Linked DNA regions of Mus musculus: all the other regions are linked to region 2. A link is a contact called in public Hi-C and HiChIP or PLAC-seq data. All regions are on one chromosome and are shown on one strand. Each heading gives the region's core, a stretch centred on a gene start, on an enhancer-like site or on the middle of the called end of the contact. The rest is flanking DNA. Distances are from core to core; before and after follow the strand shown. Region 1 has its middle 39 kb from the start of Gm15322. Region 2 overlaps Gm41060 (a long non-coding RNA gene). Region 3 has its middle 16 kb from the start of Gm15322.

Evidence for each region. Hi-C and Micro-C count contacts between places; a contact is called where the count stands out from the background. HiChIP or PLAC-seq counts read pairs in DNA pulled down with a chosen protein or histone mark.
Region 1: a contact with region 2 is called in a Hi-C map of bone marrow-derived macrophages, with 23 read pairs. The contact joins two enhancer-like sites. A contact is called at or near these places in 10 of 39 promoter capture datasets (the 3T3-L1 cell line, 3T3-L1-derived adipocytes, the HPC-7 cell line and 6 more), 12 of 484 Hi-C or Micro-C datasets (the Patski cell line, bone marrow-derived macrophages, cumulus cells and 8 more), 12 of 115 datasets of contacts at active chromatin or transcription factors (CD8 T cells, astrocytes, bone marrow-derived macrophages and 7 more) and 3 of 9 other capture datasets (adipose tissue, embryonic stem cells and embryonic tail).
Region 3: an H3K4me3 HiChIP or PLAC-seq map of bone marrow-derived macrophages shows a contact between it and region 2, with 5 times the contacts expected there. The contact joins two enhancer-like sites. A contact is called at or near these places in 11 of 39 promoter capture datasets (the 3T3-L1 cell line, 3T3-L1-derived adipocytes, the C10 cell line and 8 more), 16 of 484 Hi-C or Micro-C datasets (B cells, CD4 T cells, the CH12 cell line and 11 more), 15 of 115 datasets of contacts at active chromatin or transcription factors (CD8 T cells, the HPC-7 cell line, astrocytes and 10 more) and 2 of 9 other capture datasets (adipose tissue and liver).

What each region holds. Positions count from the first base shown.
Region 1 is chr13:111,953,254-111,957,750 of GRCm38.p6, forward strand. No RefSeq gene overlaps it. Among named protein-coding and RNA genes, the nearest start is that of Gm15322, 39 kb to the right of the region's middle. RefSeq lists an enhancer at 1-2,318. Within about 2 kb of position 1,463, at least 39 of the 459 cell types and tissues checked have an H3K27ac peak or open chromatin away from gene starts, as enhancers often do. A contact at or near this core is called in bone marrow-derived macrophages, where this site is marked.
Region 2 is chr13:111,821,276-111,825,795 of GRCm38.p6, forward strand. The region is part of intron 1 of Gm41060 (a long non-coding RNA gene); the gene reads left to right. Among named protein-coding and RNA genes, the nearest start is that of Gm41060, 3.7 kb to the left of the region's middle. Within about 2 kb of position 3,111, at least 3 of the 459 cell types and tissues checked have an H3K27ac peak or open chromatin away from gene starts, as enhancers often do. A contact at or near this core is called in bone marrow-derived macrophages, where this site is marked.
Region 3 is chr13:111,976,656-111,981,279 of GRCm38.p6, forward strand. No RefSeq gene overlaps it. Among named protein-coding and RNA genes, the nearest start is that of Gm15322, 16 kb to the right of the region's middle. Within about 2 kb of position 1,261, at least 92 of the 459 cell types and tissues checked have an H3K27ac peak or open chromatin away from gene starts, as enhancers often do. A contact at or near this core is called in bone marrow-derived macrophages, where this site is marked.

The sequences.
Region 1 (4,497 bases), core at 213-2,712, 130 kb after region 2:
TCTCCAGGCAAGGTTTGCGATTGTGTTATCTGAGAAACAGAATGCAGAGATCTACTGAAGCAGATATACCATGCAATTTGGCTCTAGAGATTCTGGAAGCTACAGAGTTCCATGGACTACCACACTTAAGCTAGAGAAACAGGACAGCTCGTGGTGTAGTGTCAGTCCAAACCAGAGGAAGGACAGAAGGAAGGAGACAGCAGGTAGGACAGCTCCAACAGAGGAAGTGAATTCTTTCCTTTTTTGCTCTAACTAGCCATCAAGGGCCGTATATACCTATCTACATGCTACGCTTGATAATGTTAGCCTGCAGAGGTGAGAGCATCTTCTCTAGTCCATCTCATAAAACACTTGCCTTCTCTAGACATAGTGAGAAACAACCTTTTGTCAACTCTCTGGGCATCCCTTAACCGAGTCAAGTTCACACATAACAATTCAGTTCAAGCTGAGAAACCATGAGAGTGTCCAGTGAGGAGAATCAGTTCCTAACTTGTTAGCATGGTGAATATGGGGTTTTAAAGCTCAGGGCGTAGTGCCTGAAGAAAAGCCTGCCCTGCTGAGGAGGGGAAGAAGGCTGACGAGCAGCAGGTCGTTGTGAACATAAAGTTTCTGTCCAGTCTGATTGAGTGGGATTAACTCCGCATCTGGGACCTTGCAATCTCCTGTTGCTCTCATTTCCCTACCTCTTTGCTTTACTTCCTCACAGCCTCCTGGAACCCTGAGGAATTTATTAATGAGGTCCAATTATGAGAAACGTCAGGGTTTTAATCAACTTTGGATGTATGGCTGACGGGTCCCGCTCAGCCCCCTCTGAGAGAATGCACATTAAACAGGATTTGCTATGAATTACAGAGTTGATTTCCCTGCTGTTCGGCAATTTCAGTCCTATAGGCCCTTCCCCACCATCCATAGCACCCCCTCTCCCCCTCCTACCTCCTCTTCCTCCCCCACCCCCACTGTCACACAACAGCAGATTTCAGCTGACCCCCCTGTCCCCATTTTGAAACTACAGGATAAGCAGAAAGCTGCAGACTAGCAGCACTGGCTGGCTTCTGTCTCAGACCTCCCGTTCTTCACTTGTGGCTTTCAGCTAGGTGCTATGGAGAGACTTTTCCTGGCCATTTCCACCCTGCTCTCTGGGGTAAATAGCCTGTTTCCTCTTCCGGGCTATTTTTGAAGACAGATTAGAGACTTGACAAAAACACTTGGAATAACTCTTTAAGCAGGTTTTCCAGACACCAGCGGAAAGAAACAAAGACTTGGGTGAGAGAATAAGAGAATAATACTGTTCTGTTTACCATTCCTGATGCTTCAAACCTCACAGAACAAACTGTGGGTCCTTTCCGACCGACCATGGAAAAGGCAAGTTTCCAGGGCGTGGTCTCCTGTGCCTCCCTTTGCTCTGGGAGTTCCAGCCTCCCTTCTGCTGCTATGGGAATGCCACACGTGGTATTCTTTTGGTCATTTCCTCTCCTGGGAGAAGAAGGCCCGGCTCCACCCTGTGTGGTTTCACAAAACGATGCTAGGCTCCTGGGAGCCTGTGGCAGTGAACTGCTAACATCCTCCTAACTCCTGCAGGGGTAAAGAGCCTCTGCTCAGCTGATTAAACATTCTTCAAGGGAAGACTTTTAAAGGGACCATTGCACAGTGTGGCTAGGTTTTCCATAACCAAGCATTCTGTTTTTACACGGTGGGAGGTGCAGTTTTTGCTTTGTATTTAAATGAAATGAAGTAGGTTAGAAGATTGGCTTACAGAGGTGGGAATTTCAGCTGCTAAATAGTGCATTGATTAAAACTAAAAAAAAAAAAACGAGCAAAAATTATGTTAGGCACAAAGGCAACAAACCTCGAAATGTCACCAATTCCTCCTGATTTTCCTGTGTTTTGCTCTTCTCTGCATTTCAGATGATTTATATCTTCCCTGTATGTTTTATGGAAGCACTGTGGCATGGAGCAACATTGTTTATTTCTCCTTAGGGACGTTGCTGTCATGATGGACATTTGATGTTGGCCATGTTGGAAGCTTTCCTGTGTTTGAAACTGACAAATGTTACAAATCAGGGTTTGACCTATTTATTCGTGTATGGCTTGTCTGGAATCTAGATTTAGGAAAATGATGGAGAAAGTGTGGGAAAATCTGAGTTAAAACTTTATGTCTACAGCTGAGCATGGTGTCTCAAGCCTGGAGCGCTAGCACTTGGGATGGTGAGGCAGGAGGATTGCAAATTCCAGACCAGCGTGGGCTGCATAGCAAAAGCTCATCTAATTTATTTTAAAAGTCTGATGACAGGAGACGTTTAGGGGATCAGAAAGGGGATGTTGGTGGCCAAGTGAGGATAGTAGGGGGGTGGGGTGGGATATAATCAAAATGTATTACATGTCTGTGTGACAATAGCAATAAAAGAGGTGTTCCTGGTAACTAGCTTTAATTTGTGCATTTACAGTTGAGTCGCAGCCAAAACTGAGAAAATATCAATTCTGTTCTTGAAAGCTCTTGATTTTTTTCAAGGAAGTCAGTTGTGTCTCCAGCCTGTGCTGATTCGTGTTCTTCTTACCTAGAGAAAATGAGCACCTCAGAGTCCCATCAGAACTCTCCCCGGTGAGCTGGTTGTTAGACAGCTCCCAGACCTCCACCGAAGGGAAAAATGGCCTTTGATGTCATGGGGGAATGTCTTATCTCTTTTTTCTGGTTGTTTCTCTGTAATAGGCTTATGTTCTTAAGTCCTGATAGTCCAAGAGGCTGAAGCCACATGTATTAGGAACTTCAAAGGTCGTGCTGCCCAGTCTCCCTTCACCAGATGGCCTGGAAGAAGGTGCTTTCTCTATTTAGTCCCAGCTGGAAGATGCTATGAAGGACGCTGGTGTGACTTGTGTGACGTGGCCAGGAGAGCAGATTTCTCCCCTAGGCTCAATGACAGCACATAGTAGCTGTGTACACCAGCTATGTGAGTCTTGTTAAGACCATGTCTGCGGGGGGATGGGAGTGGGCCCATGCTGCTAAAAGGAAGAGGTGCTTTGGTAGATGAAGTGAGAGTCTTTTGGCCAAGTGAGTTTAGGCTCATCATTTTATTGTTTGAGTTTCAGTGAACAGAGAAATATTGTAGTCCATCTCATTGGGTTCTTGATTAAGTCAAATAAGGCGCAGGTTTACCTTAGTTGGGGGTTACCATTGTTGTCGTAAAACACCATTACCAAAAGGCAAAGGATAATATATATATTTCAGCTTCCGTTCCCATGATCATCACTGAGATAAGTCAGGGCAGGAACTCAAACAAGCCAGGAACTTAGAAGCAGGAGCTGATGCAGAGGCCATGGGGGGATGCTGCTTACTGGCTTGCTCCTCATGGCTTATTCAGCCTGTTCAAAGGACAAGCTGGTGGGGGACATAGTCTCTCTTCTAAAATGTCTCTGGCTTGTGTCACGTTTACATACACCAGCCAGCACAACGTAGTATTTCACATACAGAAATTCTCCGATTTATTGCTATTATAGCGTTAAGTTCAGGTGACATTTCCTAGACCACAAGTTTTGATAGGGCAAGCGTCTTCCCAATGTTTACACCAGTTTTAGCATCCCATGCAGTTTTTTTTTTTTTAACATAATGGGCAAAATCCCCATTTAACCATTAACATGTTTACTTAAGAGCTCCTATAAACCAACTATTCTCATTCCCCATTAACACAAGAATGGGAATCACATTCTTGGTCTCACATGTTATCAAGAAATTCTGAATATATATATATCCATCCTTGACTAGCAAGTAAGAATGTGTAACTGGGAAACCCTAATGTTTTCCTGTCTACAAACCAAGCAACGATAGATAGTAAGAGTCCTCTGTGATCTTTGATCTAGGACATGCTTGCAAATTTAGTCACCTGCTGGAAACATTTCCCATTGGTTTATTTTTGAGGAGGTTGTTCTTTTACTGCTTGTAGTTTTACTTAAGGGAAAGGTAGCCATTAGTGATTGGCCATTGTTTTATACGTATGTTCAACAGGGGACTGGAAAAAGCCATGGACTGTAACCCTAGTCTTGGAAGCCAGACCGAACTGTTATCTCCAGTTAGCCCCACCCAGGTTCCTTTAGCCCTGGGTGAGGCAGCTTTGGCCCCGATCCCTGGGGCTTGCTTTGTTTATTTTTGTTTTTAGTCTCTGAAAGAAAATGTACCATTCTCAGTTCCTACACTTATTTTGCATCTTCTCTTGTCATATTAGTGCAGAGTTCCTATACTCAGTGTTCAGAGGTCAGAGGTCCCCTTTTTCTCTTCTTTCTTTCTTTCTTTCTTTCTTTCTTTCTTTCTTTCTTTCTTTCTTTCTTTCTTTCTTTCTCTCTCCCTTCCTTCCTTCCTTCCTTCCTTCCTTCCTTTCTTTCTTTCTTTCTTTCTTTCTTTCTTTCTTTCTTTCTTTCTTTCTTTCTTTCTTTCTTTCTTTCTTCTTTTGGTTTTTCGAGACAGGGTTTCTCTGTATAGCTCTGGCTGTCCTGGAACTCACTTTGTAG
Region 2 (4,520 bases), core at 1,861-4,360:
TTGAACAGATGAGAGCTCTTTGGTGTGGTTTTAGGCATAGCCCCAGTCACCCTGGCAGGACAGAGGGGCTGCCTTCAAATGGTCTGCTAGTCCAATCTGGAGCGGATAGACTCCTGCAGCTGAGCACCTGCTTAGAGCGAGCATTTCAGCTTGCCTTCAGGCCTCTTCTCTCTTCCTTGGGTGCTGTCTCCATTTGACTTGAAGAGGCTCAGTCTTGGTCATAACTTTTCATAGCTCTCTAAAGAGGAGGAGGGAGACAAGGAGGAGTATGGGGATGCTAGCGTTGGGAGGTAGCTGTCAAGGCTGTTCTTTGTGAGAGAACGGGGCAACCCACAGTCCACTGGGTCCTCAGTGAGAGCCCAGCACGGCCCTTCCCTGGGAGTCTCTGTTGGATTTGCTCCCTGCATTTCCGGATAGAAGCCTGAGCTACTCTGTATGGCAGCACTGATATCCCAAAGAAGATTTTAACCCTTTTTTGTGATTGCTGCGATTTTTAATGTCCTCTTCATTTTTTTGTCTTGCTTCTATAATTTGTCAAAAATAGATCGCTTCAAAGAGAGAACTACTCAAAAATTGAGAGAACAAGACACACATACGGTAATTATTCATGGAAAGACTAAGGGGCACCCTCTCCTGACAATGAGGAAGTGTTTATTGAGCAGATGCTGTGGGGTGGCTGTTTTGCATAGCATTTCTTTTAATTTCCCACAACTTCTCTCTGAGATAGACCTAGATCTTCCTGTTTTATAGTCTTGAAAATGGAACCTTAGAGAAATTAACAACAACAACAACAACAACAACAGGCTCTTAAGTCTAATTTCAGCATTCTCCCCAGTACCCATCCTTTTGGGAAGGATAGATATAGTCTTTGCATGGCGATCAGGTGTATCTTAGTCAACAAAAACTTATCAAGTGCCTGCACAGTACCACGCAGCTTTTGTGCAGTCACGGTGTAGTAATCTCTCAGGCCTTACCAGACCTATTTTGAGCAGCCACGTAAAATTTGCCAGCAGTTTGCTGGGTTAGTAATTCAGTCAGTGCCCAAAGCAGCAGATTGTCTTTGAATGATACTGACTAACCCTGTCCATCTTCTCTGCCCTGAGCATCATGCCCTCACATGGAGGTCAACAGAGGCTTGCACTCAATGCACTGGCTTTCTCCAGTCCACAAGGGCAGACGTTACAGCCCTGGTGTTCTGGTGTGATACTTGCATTCATATATTTTCCTTTCTTTGCAAACTGAATAATCCACATTCATCTTTTTAGCAAATCAGTTTCAGAAATTTAACCCTTCCTTCCTCTAAAGAGGTTCACATGTTTAAGGAAGAAAGGAATGGAGCAAAGATGCCAAGAAACTCTTTGCTTTCTAAAGCCCTCGATACCCAGTTTTAGGCTAACGAACATGAACAGCTTCAACTGCAAAGGATGTAATCCTGGAGGTTGTCCACTCCTGAGAATAGAGGGCACCTTACTTATTCTTCATGTTCAGTGCTACACTCTGCTGTTAGCATCCAGTAGGACTCATGCAAGTCTATTGGAGAGGGAAGAACGGAAGCATTCAAAACTCAACGGTGAAGGAACAAAGTGAATTCAAAACAGTGTTTCTTTTCCTGGGTGACCTGTCACACGTGCGAAGGCCATGGGTAAAAGCCATTACCAATTCATTTCTTCTTATTAATTAAAATGTAACTTAAGTCAAAATGGGAACATAGCCCCCGGCATTGGGCTCCAAGTAGAGACAGGCTCCAGTCCATATGGTGGAGTAAAGAGACTTTACACTACAGCTCTGGACATTGGCTTTTAATCCCTCCCTTATATGCATGTCACTGAGACAGAAATAATATCATAAAATAGTCACTTAACCAAATGACCTGAAGGACCAACTAGTCCAACCCAAGTCTGGTTTTACTCGAAACAGTGATAAGCCAACTTCACTGTGCTTGAAAATCTGCCCTAAGTATCCATGTCCCACTTTTGTCTTCTGCCAACCACGAGCAGATTACTCAACTGGTCTGTACACTGACTTCCTTGTGTATGAAATATACAGCTGAAAGGTTCTGATAGCACCTGCCTATAGGGTTAATGAGAGGAGTGAATGCTTGAAATACACAGAGATTTAATGAGACATGAAAGACACTACAAGGTCTGAGCCATTACACTCCTCAATGAAGTCGTATCTACAGGCTCTTGCGATATCACTTTAGAAACAAAAGATTGGTATTTCTTTTTACTCTTTGGCTATCAGTATTAAAGTCTGCATTGTCTACAAAGGCATCCATTTGCCCTAGACTATTTACAGAGTATCTGCTATTATCCCCAGATAGATGGGACTAGAGGCTCTTCATCCAGTAGAGTTAAAATAACAATAGGGACTCAGTAGGTCATAGAAATGACAGCCCCATCATTTGTCATTTGCAAAGCAGAGTCTGTGGCAGAGGTTCTCTCCTTCCTGATGCTGCTGTCCCTTTAACACAGATCCTCAGGTTGTGGGGACCCCCAACAAGAAAATTATTTTTCTTGCTACTTCAAAGCTGTGGATTTGCTACTGTTAGGAACTGTAATGTAAATATCTGTGTTTTCTGATGGTTTTAGGTGACTCTGTCAAAGGGTTGTTTGACGACAAAAGGATGGAGACCCACAGGTTGAGAACCACTAATCTATAGGTATCCATTCACTGTATGCGGTGGGTAATAGGATCTCATTTATTTTCTTGAGGAGATTCTATTTACCCTGTGGACTGGATTGAGATTTGAGCCCTCTCGGGATCTCTTCTGCCGATGCAGGCACTGAGTTTTCGTTCTCAGTTGCCTTCCCTTGTCCATAGTTGAAGCCCATGAGTGCTCTGTAGTTGGGGCTTATCGATGAACCTGCCATCAGGAACCCTTGGAACCTGCTCATGTTGGTCCCTAAATCCACTTCTGCTTGCTAACAAACAAGTTTCTTTGGTCAGCTTTCCATTGGCTGTTTAAAACAATACATGTCCTAATTAGCTTTTAAAGAGGAAAGGTTTGCTGTGGGGACACATTGCTTTCGCACTTGGGGAAGTGTGCCTGATGGCAGCCAGAGGTAGGGGAAGAAAGCTGGGCAGAGGAAACTGCAGGCCTCGTGACCAGGAAGCAAAAGAGGAGGGAGGGACCAGGATGTGTGGGCCTTTGAGGATATTCAGCATCCAAGCTCTGACCTACTACCTTCCCGGAGTTGCCTTCTCACAGCCTCACAGTGTTGAGAAGCGATTTAAAACCAGGCTTGCTGCCCACATAAACAGTATACTGCCTATTTTTTTAAATCATTTTTTCTTGTTTACTGTTAACTTATGGGAAAGCCCTTCTTTTTTGTTTGTTTGTTTTGGTTTGGTTCGGTTTTTTTTGTTTTGTTTTGTTTTTTAAGAACCATTTCTTCTTTCTTTCTCTTTCTCTTCCCTTTCCTCTCTCTCTCTCTCTCTCTCTCTCTCTCTCTCTCTCTCTCTCTCTCTCTCTCTCTCTCTCTCTCTTTCTTCCTTTTTTCGAGACAGGGTTTCTCTGTATAGCCCTGGCTGTCCTGGAACTCACTCTGTAGACCAGGCTGGCCTCGAACTCAGAAACCCACCTTCCTCTGCCTCCCGAGTGCTGGGATTAAAGGCGTGCGCCACATATGGGATGGCTTACACGTTTGGAAAAATAACAAGTTTCTCATGCCAGGATGCCTTCCTCGCTACCTGTGAAGACTTGATAGAATTTTAACTAAATGTTGCTAGTCTCAGAGTTCCTTAAATGCCAGTGTGATGGTACTGAGGGACTTGTGTCCTTTGGGACACAAAAAACTGACATAGATACTACCTTAATGCCTGAGGAGGGACAGGTTCTTCTGTTTGTTTGTTTTTTGTTTTTGTATTAAAATTTTACTCTATGGGGGGGACTGAAACTGACTTTACATTTAATCAATTAGAGAAGAAGTTACATATAGAAGTTTACAAGTAAAAATATATATCTATGTATGTATGGGCTCCATAGGCCCCATAACTGTCTAAAACTGTATGTATATGCCTATATCACTATAAATTATGCTTGTCTCATTACGTATACTTTGTATACACACATGGAAAATATTCCAAAGAGGCTGTTACTAAGGAATGCACTCAGTTCAAGCTTGAACAATCAACTGGAATAATCATAGATAGAATAATTATCTTAAAGGTCTCAAGAGTTTAAAACAACAATACTACGAAGAGAAACCTGGCCCAGGAACATATTTGAGGAAGAAGGAACAATCCACAACCATTACAGAGAGCCTTTTGTTCACCAGGTTGACTCAGACAGTTCCAGAAAGGGGCACCTTGCTGATTAAGGCAGTTCCAGCAGGATGCAGCCAGGGCATCTCCAAAAGGAAGAAAAGACACCGCTCATGGAGAACCAAAATGAAGGGCTTTGCTTGTGGAGTCAACTGTAAAAAGGATACCTATAAAATGAAATAGGTTAGAAAGAACACACACACATACACACACACACACACATACACACACACATACATACACACACATACATA
Region 3 (4,624 bases), core at 11-2,510, 150 kb after region 2:
TTTTCCCATCATTCATTCCTAATAGGAGGTCTGGGTTCAAATTCATTCCCCACTGGTGGTAGGTAGCTTGATTGATAGATAAAATACAGAACACTCACTCGTTTTCACTGTTTGCAGCATTGTATGTGGTCCAGCTGTTGGTGGCTATTAGGATTTCATACAGATTTTTCATTAATGAGAATGATGTCTCTACGACCATGCTTTATAGCTCATTGAAAGCTTGGTCCTAGTCTATCGTATCCACTATTTATCTAGCAAGAGAGTACCTGACACAAAAGAGGTGCCCAATAATGAGTATTTGTAAAGTTCAAACACTTATGGTCAAATAAATGGGTATAGACTTGGCATGAAGTAGGTCTTTGAAATAAATATTGTAAAAGAGAAACCATAGAATCAAATAATGGAAACTACTGACTACACCACAACAAACAAAAAAACTGAATGGCAGAGGAGAGGCAAAGTGGCAACAAGAGGAAAAATGTGTGAAAATGTCCAGCAAACTGTACAAGACCTGTGCAAGATCAAGCCAGTCAGCATTCTAGCTTGGAGAGAGGGCGGGGCTTATGATTCCCTGCCTCTAACTGAGGAACTATCAAGTTATGGTTTCTGAGAAATGAAGAGTCAGTTTTCTTTAAAAGTGTGGTCGCTGTGCTCTGGTGGGTGACCCTGTAACAAGAGAATATAGGTAGCATGTGCAAATCAAGCTTAGTGATATAGATATAGATATAGATATAGATGATAAAGCTATAGATATGGACATATAGGTACATAAATTCATAGGTATATAGATATATAGATTCATAGGTATATAGATACATAGATTTATAGGTATATATATCTATATAGCTATATAGGTGTATACATATGCATATAGATTATCACACATACATACATTTGTGTATATGTATATACATGTATATTATATATGTGTGTGTATATGTATATATATATGTGTATATATATGTGTGTATGTATGTGTGTATTCTATATGTGTAAATTCTTAAAATGAACAAAATATATTTAAAACATCCAGTAAAGAGTTACTGTCCCTCATTGACAGGTGGCTCTTATAAATCTATGACAAAAAGATGACCAAAGACTGTGCTTGTTAGCCCCACACATGCTCCTCATCTCCACAGTCTTGTTTGCAGCGTTGTCTGGGTTTGGATGGGTAGCTCTTGCTCAGCATCCGTACGCAGTTGCAGGCTGTTATTAATGAGGGTGCGCACTCGCTGGGAAGGCTTCCGTCACCGCCCGCCCGCCTGCAGCTGCTTCCGGCTGCTCACTGCAAGCTGCTGTGGTTTTACTGAACTTCGAGTCTCACCCAGCAGAGAGACAAGGTCCCGGCAGAAGCACTCCGCCAGGCAGAGTTTCAAAGGGACCCGCCGGACCGTGTGCAGCTAAGAAGGCGGCTCAGAAGTCACAGACACACTCCTGTCATCGTCGTTGTCCAGTTAAGCGTACGGTTCAGATCCAAGGAGAGACTCAAATGCTCCTTCCTCAATGCAGAGACAGCATATGCAGCCCAGAAAGGAACAGCATGGGTGGCAGCGGCCATCTTTGTAGGCTACCCTCTCTCCCACCCACTGCTTGCTTTCTGTGCTGTGCAGGAAACACAATTCAGATTTCACCTTCCAAGAAGGCCCGACTTTTTTTTTTTTTTTAAATACATTTACTAAAACCCATTTGGTGCTCAGTGGCTAATGTGCTTTCTTTTAAAGTCAGACGTATTTCTTTCAAAACCAGCTTGTTTCTGGCGATCTGTAGAGATTTGCCGTTTCAAAATGAGTGACCTTGACGCACACCTCCAGGCTCAGCCGTAAGACATGGTGCACAGGGTACTTTCCCTCCATCTTTGAATTGGACCCTGCGGTTACTGAGTTATGGGAAATAGTGCCATGATTGCTTGCCGTGTGTGTGTGCATGATCGTGTGTATGTGTGCTCACATGCTAGGGAGCCAGGTGCCACTGGGTTTTGGATTAGGAAGCTGGCTTTGCATCTATTTGAATGCTTGAGCAGCCCAAAGGGTTCTTGTGCACAAGCCCTGCCTTGGCTAACTCCTGTTATTATCTTGCTATGGAAGGTCATGCCAACTGCTTAATTACACGGAAAGTTATGAAACAGCCCAGGCAGCAGAACACTGATCAGCTGTGGACTCCTAAAGGAAAATAAACCCTTCTTGCAGCCAGGATGGCTGCGAGCCACCAGGCGTGTCTGTCCGTCCATGCCTGCATGTATAGCTCCCTTGTATAAAAGGGGTGCCCATGGCTGGGCAAAGTCCTGGATTCACCTTTCTAACAGGGTTATGGGTCATAACACAATAGAACCATTTTAATCAGAGCGAGATTATATCTGAGCACTTCTAGTCCGACTTTTCCTTTCATTGAATGTAAACAATTAAACCTCTCTTGGAAGCTTTCCTGTTCACTCCACAGCACGCCGCAAAATAGCCATGCCGAGCACTGAGACGGGCATTATTAAAGAGAGCCAGCTGCTGCAGTTTCAGGCCCATCTGACTTACCTGCCCTTCAGCCATCACCTCCGAGGGGAAACTGAGTTTATGGAGGAGCGGGCTCTTCCGGTTTAGTCTGTCAGGTGCCTGCCAGGCTTGGCTTCATTCTCACCTTAAAAGCACTCAGATTTTGGATTTTTACACATTGCTTTGTTTTATCTGCCTTCATGGAGAAGACGCCAAAAGAGGCCTTTGTGGTAATTAGAGGCTGAGGGGAAAGCAGACTTCTCGAGAAAGAGAAGGCATTTCTGTGCTGAAGAGCCCTTTTCACCGGAGCAAGCAGGATCCTCTCTACTTCTACAGGAAGCAGCTTGCCCACTGCAGAGGGGTGGGGTTCCCTCGGATTTCTCTGAAAGCATTTGGAGAAGGAAAAAGCCAGGCTCCAATGCCAAAAGACAACTTTAACCCTCCACTCGCAGAGCCCAAGGTCAACCAAAGGTCACAAGAGTACTGCTGAAATCCGAAATCCGCGGGCTGGGGAGCTCCCTCGGGGCTGCCTCTGATGCTGCAGGAATCGATAGCTGAGATCCACTCCCTAAAGGGCTCACTTGTTGGCCTGTGACGGATGAAGTGGTTCGAGGTGCCCATTAGGGTGCAGAGTAGACACTGATATAGACTTGAGCTCCCACGGCTGCCCCGCCCCTTCTTGAAACCTAATTTAGACCATATCAGAGTTTTCATAAAGACATTCCTGATACCATTGTGCTGTAAATCCTGTCTGATCCGACCTTCAAATACTTATGCAAACTGAAATATGTCTGGAAAGAAGTCAAAACAAAACAAATATGCCACACCATCTCTTTGCAGCAGGCCCCTCCCTCCTCATTTACATTTCAGCTCAGACCTCTCCAACCGGCTCCCAACTGTTTAGGCCAGTTAATTAGTTATAATTGCAGCGATTGTTTCTCTGAATGCACTGATGGCCTTATGTCTGAAAGCCAGCTTAGCCCGGTTTCCAGCATGTGTGAACTGCGTTGGTAGCATTATTTTGTAAAAACTCATTACAGATAAGTGCAGTTAGTTTAGTCTCCATCAAGACCGGCCGTAGCAATAATTCGCTTTCTTCAAACATCTACAGGTTGTTGTGTTCCAGGAGCTGTGACCTCAGCCTCTGCCTTCGCTCTGTCATTTCAGTGGGCTGTTTCCCCGCGGGAGCATTTTGGGTGAAGCGCTCTTAGTTTCGGATGCAGTGTGTTAATGATAATTTACGTCACTGGCAAGTTGTAGCAACATTGAGATCTCGTGGTCTATCTTTTGGCTCATAACACCATGTAATTAGAGAGAGTGGAAACTGGGAGAGTAAAGTGACTGTGTGCTCATATTACAGTCCTGAAACCAAAGGGAAGAGAAGAGGAAGTGGCTGTTTCTGACGAGGATGGGCCTCTCTTTTACTCCCACAAAGGAACGTCACAATCTTCCAGATTTAAAGGGGGAAATAAATGGTCATAAGGTTTGCCTGGTTGTATTATTAATCCATTCATCTAACATGTAGTGAACACTGACAGAGAGGTATGTTTAGAGAGGTAATAGTGTTCTTGTATGTTGTAGGGTTTGCATTCAAATATCACACTTCATTAAGGGGATTTATTCAGTCTTGTGAGGTAGGCAGGGTATGTATCCATTAGTTCACCCATTGGATGAGGAAATGGGAGCTTGCAAAGGTTAATCGACTCACTGGCCTGGGTCCCAAAGCTGGCGAGAGCCTCGGTTAGGAATCAAGGATTTGACTCTATATTTCATCAGTCTCCCTTCCATCTTAAAGACTGAAGAGTGAGGAAGCAAGACACATAAAAAGATTCCGGTAGAAACAAGATGGCGGCCATAGTTGCATCTCACGGATCTAGTGAGACCTGCACGCACCAGGACTGGATATTCTGGTAAGTGAGAAATGCAAACAAATAAGGGGGTGTTGGTGATAATAGGAGTTCCTCAAGACAAGGGCCCAAGATCTTTGCCTATGAGGTGTTCCTCGTGTCTGCTACATCCTTACTTACCAAGCACCTGTTAGTATCCTGAAACAGGCAGGGGAGCAGACTGGGCTGTCTTTACCCCACTCTATATGAACTGTAGTCACGCAGCTGACCTGGGAAGCTATCACAGAGGCTGTAAAC